2 separate regions of the Mus musculus genome follow, and region 1 is linked to region 2. A link is a contact called in public Hi-C data. All regions are on one chromosome and are shown on one strand. The core of a region is the stretch at or near the end of the contact, and the rest is flanking DNA. Distances in the headings are between cores, read along the strand shown.

What was found. A called contact is a pair of places that touch in the nucleus more often than the background predicts.
Region 1: a contact with region 2 is called in a Hi-C map of liver, with 1.8 times the contacts expected there. The contact joins two enhancer-like sites. A contact is called at or near these places in 2 of 484 Hi-C or Micro-C datasets (liver and nephron progenitors) and 2 of 115 datasets of contacts at active chromatin or transcription factors (CD8 T cells and double positive thymocytes).

Annotation. Positions count from the first base shown.
Region 1 is chr3:52,493,640-52,497,758 of GRCm38.p6, reverse strand. No RefSeq gene overlaps it. Among named protein-coding and RNA genes, the nearest start is that of Gm30173, 21 kb to the left of the region's middle. Within about 2 kb of position 2,603, at least 8 of the 459 cell types and tissues checked have an H3K27ac peak or open chromatin away from gene starts, as enhancers often do. A contact at or near this core is called in liver, where this site is marked.
Region 2 is chr3:52,340,160-52,344,321 of GRCm38.p6, reverse strand. The region is part of intron 1 of Foxo1 (forkhead box O1); the gene reads right to left. Among named protein-coding and RNA genes, the nearest start is that of Foxo1, 74 kb to the right of the region's middle. Within about 2 kb of position 1,316, at least 78 of the 459 cell types and tissues checked have an H3K27ac peak or open chromatin away from gene starts, as enhancers often do. A contact at or near this core is called in liver, where this site is marked.

The sequences.
Region 1 (4,119 bases), core at 1,354-3,853, 150 kb before region 2:
TCTTTCTTTCTCTTTTCTCCAGTCCTCATTCCTATGGACACACTAACCTGAAACCAGTCTTCCTAATGTTCCAGGAGGAGGCAACCGTGTAAGCATTTGACAAAATATAACCCCACTAACCCTCACAGCCCAACTCCTACCTTGGCAATGTATCTAGTTTGGGCTAAATAAAATGTATGGTTCAAAGAAAAAAACCGCACAAAATGGTATTGCCAGGTATTTATATCAGTGGCAATATATCAGATATATCTTCAAGTTCAAGATTCCATTTCTCTATACATACACTCAGACGGACCGGAGATGGAAAGGGTGCTGAGCTGAGCTTTCTTTCTACTTCAGAAAGAAAAATCATAGATAGATAGATAGATAGATAGATAGATAGATAGATAGATAGATAGATAGATAATTTTTAAAAAAAAGAACTAAAACTCACTCTCAAGATCATCAGACTCAAATGAAGAAAACAGCAAAAACCAAAAGGAAAGCCCAGTGCAGCTTCCCCCTCACACACTGAAGGCTCGGGAAAGGCAGATACTTAACAGGATGGCTGAGCCTCCCTAGGGCAGTCAGGATCTTGCCATTTCACTCTCTGACCTGAGGGCCTCCCACAGCTGCCTTTATCCTGCTTCACGTACCTAAGTCCTTTGCCACAGGAAAATGAGACCAAAGGCCACAAGCAAACTGCCGATAGTGGCTGCAGGAGAAAGGGAACCTGTTAGGTGTTTCTCCATGACCTTCCAGAAGCAGAGGCTCTGCCGATGAAGGCCTGTTAGGTAAGCAAGAGAGTGGAGCACATCTCCCCATGGCTGAGCTGGCGTGGCTTGTGGTGGCCACTCCACTCTCAAACTAAAGATGGAGTTTCGAGAGCCACGGGACCAGTCGACAAGCACAGGACCCCCCAAGTCAGTTAGACCAACTTTGCCGCTTGCTCTCTGTGCAACATAGAGCCATCAATCTTTCTGGTTTTCAGATATGACATCTGTCTAATACGATCAGGATGACTATTCCATCATGTATGGTGTGACTTAAATAAATAACCTAAAAGGGAATGTTTAGCCCATAACCCTGTGCAAACCACATTTTCATAAGCATCGGTTGTGATCATCACTGATATAATTAGTCTTGAAAAGCACATGAGATGCCTGCTCTAGACCCTTCCACTCCTGATGTTTGCAGCTACAAGGCTTCATCAGGGTGCTGGGACTGTGTCTGCCCCCTATATACCAATATACCTCACAGCACAAGGGCTTCACTGGTCAGTCCGCCAAGCTCCTGCCTGCAGCAGGAACAGCCCAGGCGTTACACTGATACAAAGCACACAGCCAAACATTCTCATCTATGTAGAAACAGCTTCACTTTGGCTGGCATTGCTGCCAAGAGCTGAGCAGAGAGCTGACTGGAGGGAAACACTTTGGAAAGGCGTGTTAGTCACTTTTCTCATTGCTTTGATCAAATGATGGAGAAAGAAATGGAAAGGAAGGCTGACTTCCTCTGCTCATGGGGTTCAGAGGGTTCGGCCCATGGTTATTTGCCTTGGTCTGGATGAGCAGCTTAGAGCACGCCTAAGCACTAAGCCATCTGTCTCTCCAGCACCCAAAACATTATTTTGTGTAACAACTTTTAATGAAAACGGAAGACTATGCAACTAGTTGTTCTTCTTACTATTTAGGGAAGAAAAAGGCAGAAAATCGGTACATATTCAATAGTGACACCTACTTATCCCTCCCAATGCTCCAATGCTTTTCAGCTGCATTTGGCTAAATCTGTGTGCTCAGGGCTTGATGAGATAGAGGGCTGATTCTCTCTCTCTCTCTCTCTCTCTCTCTCTCTCTCTCTCTCTCTCTCAATGAGAATGTGTTTCTATTTCTCTGTGTGTCTGTGTGTGTGAGAGTGTGAATGTGTGTGTACATGTGTGAGTGCGTATGTGTTTCTATGTGTATGCCTATGTGTGCGAGTATGAATGTGGGTGAGTGTGTGTATGCATGTGTGTAGATACATGTTTCTGTGTGTGTGTGTGTATGTGTGTGTGTGTCTGTGTCTGTGTCTGTCTGTGTCTGTGTCTGTGTGTGGTGTATATGTTTGTGTGTAGATTGACAAACAGGTTTACAGTTTGTTCACATGGCTATGCACAAAGGCAAGTCCAAAGTCTAACTGCTGGCAGGCTGGAAATTCAAACAAGAGCTGAAATTGGGCCTTGAGTTCAAAGTTCATAGTCTAGGGTAAGAACACAGCAAGATTTTCTGTTAGTCTTAAGAGAAAAAAAAATGTCTTTTCTGGGAAACCCCAGATTTTGCTCCTGAATGAATGTCCACATTGAGGGGTTAGAGTTGAGACAGGGCCACATCATGAGGCCCTGAGTAGCCTGGAACTTGCTCTGTAGACCATGCTGGCCTTGAATCTTCAAAGATCCACCCATTGGTATTAGAGGTATGCACTGCCATGTCCTGGATGCTCACACTTTTGAAGATAATATCCTTTTAGGTGTGCAACACCATGCTCTTTTAACTTTTAAAGATAGTATCCTCTTAGGTGTGCAACACCATGCCCTTTGAACTTTTAAAGAGAACCTCCTTTTCTGAAAGTCAACTGAGATACACAGGAAGCACATCTGTAAGAGTATTTTCCCAGCCGTATCTAGACAACTATTGGACCCAACAACTGGGCAGTATTACACGGCCAAGTTGATGCATGATTAACCATCACACTGGAGATGAAAGTGTTTTATTAAAGAGCTCAGTAAATGGATTGAATAGGAGCCAAGGGGAGAAAAAAATACTGAGCCAGAATATTAAGTACAACAGCATTTGTTCCAAGCAGACCTCAGAAGTGATAAAGACATGGGAATTGTTAAATAAAATGTACGTTTGAGTGGAATATAGAGTGCCAAGCAGGAGGAGTCTCTAACTGGTGCAGGGGCTATAGCTCAGTGGTAGTGTGCAGAAGTGCTGAAAAGGGACAGAAATGGGGACAGCAGAATATCTGGGAAGATCAACAGAAGGTTTCCAAAACCAAAATAGATATAAAACAACCCCAATAGAAATTTCTCACTTCTAGGACTTCTAGGTTAATTAAGATATTTTTTTTAATGTTACCTTGCAATGATTCTGTTTGTAATACTGGGCTGCAAAGACCTGGTTGTCCCAGAGATGAGAGAATCTGAACATAGACCCAGGTGACACTGTGTGACCTTGCCCCTAAGGATTTTTTTTGATTGGTGAATAAAGATGCTGACAGCCAACAGCTGGGCAGACAAGACAGGGCAGGGTGTGTGTGTGTGTGTGTGTGTGTGTGTGTGTGTGTGTGTGTGTGTGTGTTAGGGTTCCTAGGCTGGGAGGTTGGACATGAACCACAAGGAGAAGGTGGAAGAGGAAGGAGAAGCTGGCATGGTTTAGGTGAGCCAGAAAAAAAAAAGTGACCCTGAGGGCTGTCCAATTGGAGTTAAGAGCAGCTCAGATGAAACATAGTAAGTAGTAATAACTTGGGGTTATCAATAGGAAAGTAGATTCTAATAGCATAGAGGGTAGATATCTGCCCAGCTCTAGTGCGGACTAAGGCTTATTGTAAATATAAATATCATGTGTGTGTCTTTTATTGGGAACTAAATGATAAACGGCAGGGTAGAAATCCTGATCAGGATTAGATAATTTTAACAACAATACCTGGACTCGTTTGGGTAAAATTTAAGGTTAATGAAGACTAAGAGATAATTCTAATAACTTCCAGAGTATAAGTTGATTCTAGATAGGATAAAAAGAAGCAGAAAGAGGACATTTTCCTCATCAGCAGCCCTGGAAAGACATAAGGAAACTATGCTCAGAGAGCCAAAGGCAGAAAACTTAAAACCAGCATCTTATATCCAGCCAAGCTATCAGTTAAGAGTAAAAGCTTCTAAACGTGGTGCCACATGCCTGTAATCCTAGCACTCAGGACTCTGAAGCAGGAGGATTGACAGTTCAGGGTTAACCTGGGCTACATAGTGAGATCTTGTCTTAGAAAAAAGGGAGGGAGGAAGAAAGGAAGAGACAAGACATTGTCGGTGACACAAGGATGTAGAAATTTGACAACAGAGGACCTGTCCTTGGAAATACTCATAGAAAGACTATTCTTAGCAAGAAAAGG
Region 2 (4,162 bases), core at 67-2,566:
GAAAAGCTATTTTCTTGAGAAAGTTAACTTGCCACAAAATGCAATATTCAAATGTGAGAACATCTCTGCTCTAAGCAAAGCACTAACTTTAGGACACTGTAGAGAGTATGCCGTCCAGAGTGGTAACTAGAGGGGGGCCGGGCTGAAGCAAGCTCCCCTAAGTGAGGTGAGGCCCTTCTGCTCCTACTCAGTGGATGTGCTGATAGGATACTACAACAAAGCCACCGCAAATGTGTGCAAACTGCAAACCCACAGGAGAATACAAGAGGAAGGCAAGGAACCCCCAGCATGACTTCTGACGTTTGGGGGATCCTGTGGTACAAATCTGGGAATGTGAAGAACACTTAGGCTTCCTGCCCCAGCACAGTTGCTACATATTCACCTGGCAGCTCTGAAGGGGCCTAATGCCCAGTCCAGGGACAGAATTCTGGATGTCTCACAATCCTCAGAGCAGAGCTATGCAGAGCTATGCACCTGGCTTCTCAAATTTTTGGCCTTCTCTGCCAACCTAGTACAAGGCTTAGTTGCCCAAATACTCTGTGACCCCTGTTGGACCACAAAAGGCTCTAACTAGATTTGTGGTCACCCAAGGAGGCAGCCACAGTGCCCACATCCTCATGTTGTTGACGGCGACTGAAGGTGCTTAAAGTGCCAACCGTTCTACCAGATCAGAACAATATACAGGGCCAGACTTCTCTGTGACCCTGAGCACATTAGTGCCTTTTCTCAACAAGAGATGGAAAACAAAGTGAGTGTAATGGTAATCTCACTTAGTAAAAAGAGACAAAAGTCAGACACAGACCTAAGAGAGCTTAGAAACCCTTATTTCAAAATGCATTCTGCACTACATTCCACCCAAGGATTGCAACACAACAGCTATGTGTTAAGTCCTGCTGCCAGGGTGCAGAGTGAGGGCGGATCAGACATGGCCCAACAGGAGCTTTCTGGTTGGATGCCAGGCAGGTATGTGGGTATGTGGCAGTGGTAGTCTCTCCTGAGGCTTCATTCTGTTCTTTCACTTACGATCTATCTCAGCTCTAGGTGTGTTATGAGGTCGTGAACTCCAAACATCTCCCAAAAGGCTAAGGAATACATTTCTTTCACGTTGTATCTCAATTCCATGTATTCTCAAAAACATTCCTTGTCCCCACCTCCCTGTCATCCTACCCCCACCAGAGCTACAGCTCTGGCTACTGTGTCCACCAAAACCAGTGATCAAAATCCCCAATTCCTCCTTAAAAAGCAGCAGCCTGCCTGGGCAAGGCCTGGAAAGCAGCCAGCCCTGTAACTGCATTCTCCAAAGCCACCTACATGCTGGGAGTCTGGGCACCGTATCTTCCATGACAATTTGTTCTTTAAACACAATAGCCACACAGATAAGCTCTGATAGGCCTCTACAAGAGAGGGAGCTTGCTCCGGTCCTGTCACATTTAGTTAATAATACAGAGAGTATAGGAGGCGATCCTTCCAGAGATCAGCTTCCTGACTGCCTGACTAACAGGGGGGGGTACAGCTCTATAAGCCTGAGGCAGTTCTGCCAGACGCCAGGGCTGGGGTGGGGGGCGTTTTCAGCAGGACCAAAGAAGACATAATAACGAAGACTCCTAAAAAGTTTAAAAATAGTTCACTAACTTCAGGGTTAGTATCCACTAAATGCTTGGACGACTTCTGCTTATTGTTGGTTGGGTTTTTGTTTTTGGTTTTTTTTTTTTTTGGACATAGCAATCCTTAACTTATCAAAATATCGCACTACATATTTTTCTGAGGACATTTCAGGTCACTCTGTGTAACAGAGCTGTATACTAACTTTGCCAACAATTACCCACCCACCCCCACAACAGGAAAACGTTTGCTGTGCAGAGCTTGTTACATAAATTCCTGTTTTTCATGCAGCCAGTGGGACACTAAAGAGGAGCAGGCTTGAGGTGCTATGTCCACAATACTCTGCTGGGAGCTGCCTGCAACTGATGGAGCTCTGGGATTTTATACTCTCAGCATTCTCTCCCAGCAAGCATTCTGTGAGGAAACAGACAACCAGTGCTACACACTTATTCAAAGCCTGTGTCTGTACGATACCACTAGAGAAGGGCCAAGGCAACCATCTCTCTGTACCAACCACACTGCCCTCCCTGCTGGCTTTCTGGGCTCAGGGGAGCCGCAGACACATTCCTGATGCTTCTGGATGGCTGAACACTGCAAGCACATGCTAAGGGAGCCTGACACAAGCCAGTTCTGCCAGAAAGGTAGACACAAACCTGGTGTACCCCGATGCTCAACCTGTTCTGCTCCTGAGCACTCTGCTCTATGCCCCTATAGACCAGACTCCAAGTTCCTTAAACACAAGATTAAACTTAAGTTTCTAACCTCAAAGCCTCTAACAGGTGTTCTACACACATGAGCTCAATAAAACTTTGTTGACTGACACCCCAAAAACATTACAGGGAAGATGTGAGGTTTTAGGCATCTCTTAGGCATCTACCATTCATGTTCCACATTAGGACAGCTCATGGTACAGACAGCAGAAAAGGAAATAGGAAGGAAGGAGGACCCAGGCTACCCTCCAGAGGTTCTGTGAAAGGAAGGGAATAGTAAGAGTCATTTGACAAACCAACAGATGACCCCCACAGAGCTTTCTAGGAGCCGTCAACTTCCTCAGCTTCTATGTCAAGGACAGTTCAACATACTCAACAAGGCAGCATGTGTAAAAATGCCCGTCTCCATCAATAGGAATGAAGTTAGTTAATAACACTACTAGGACACCAGCATCTTTAGAATAATAATGTTTTGTACATGTATATAAGATATACATATAAGATAACCAGATTCCAGTGTTCCAACTAGTATAAAGCATTCATGTTATTTATGGGAAATAGCAACTCGTGTCAAGGAAGGGTCTGATGGTTTCTCAACACACACATTGCCTAAATTTACACACTACAGTCAGTTTTCTAGTCCTGGCTGGCCAAAACAGATCTGCTTTAATGACCATAGCTGGGTCTCTCCACTGGGTCGGTTTTGAATGAGATCTACTGTACTGTCCTAGGGTGGGAAATGTCAGGCACATAGAGACACAGGACAGGGTTATTTTGTTCTTTGTTCTTCCAACCAAGATGTTTTTATCCTCCCAGTCAAAAGCAATTATCAGGCAATCACTGAAGTGCAGAATCTATAAATATGCATTTACCTTGAAGTTTTAAATCTCACACAAAAAACTATGTCTAACAATGTGCTATAGAACATACATAATATATCTGAACTGCATGAACAACTTGAAGCCCTATCAAAAAAGGGCATGAGATTTAAAAGCAAAACAAAACATTGGAAACTACTCATCCATCATAGTAGACTTCTAGGAATGCTGAATCTCCAACAAAAATCGGAGGTGAGGACCGAGTCATAAGTTAGTCAAACATAGACTCCGTGCCTGCCTCTCACCACCCCCTAAGCCTGCTGGAAACCCTGCCCTGCCCCTGCTTACTGGTTTCAGTTCCTGTCACCTGCTGGATCTGGTGCTTCCGAGGCATCTCTCTTCATCCTGATTGCCAGGTCCCTGGCTCTCAGAACCCTGGCGTCTGACCTGAACCATACTTTAGCGCTTGAGCTTCTCAGCCGTGCGAAGGCCACTACCTGCTGGCCTGGCCTGGGTCTTTTTACATTTCCTATTTCTTTCTACTTTTCAATTCTAGGTGCACCCTTGGTCTTTCTTTCCATACAGTAATAACCACCAGGCAGCAATTTATGCTGATTGCACCTTGCTCATGAAATCCTGGCCTTTGTACCTTACGGCTCTTCCTTTCTAGTGTACTGTTGTGGCTACATCTCTTCTCACCCTACGGGGTAGTCTACACGTAGACAGGTGTCACTGGTCACACTTTAGAAAGGGGGAAACTAGAGCAGAAAGAAGCTCCCTCCCATTAGCTAGAACTCGGGCAAGACTTTGTGATTCCCTACTACACTGCTGCAAGCTGACAAAACCACCTCTTAGTACTCACTTGTATCAAGAAGCAAAGCAACACACTGGAGTAACATGAGTACACAACACACTGGGGGAGAAGTAGTCATTGCACTTACTGCTTTATAAAACCCAGCGTTTGCCCTAATGGCTAGTCAATGTACACAATAAGACTTGCTACCCTGTGGGTGCTTTATGACAGAAGCTACG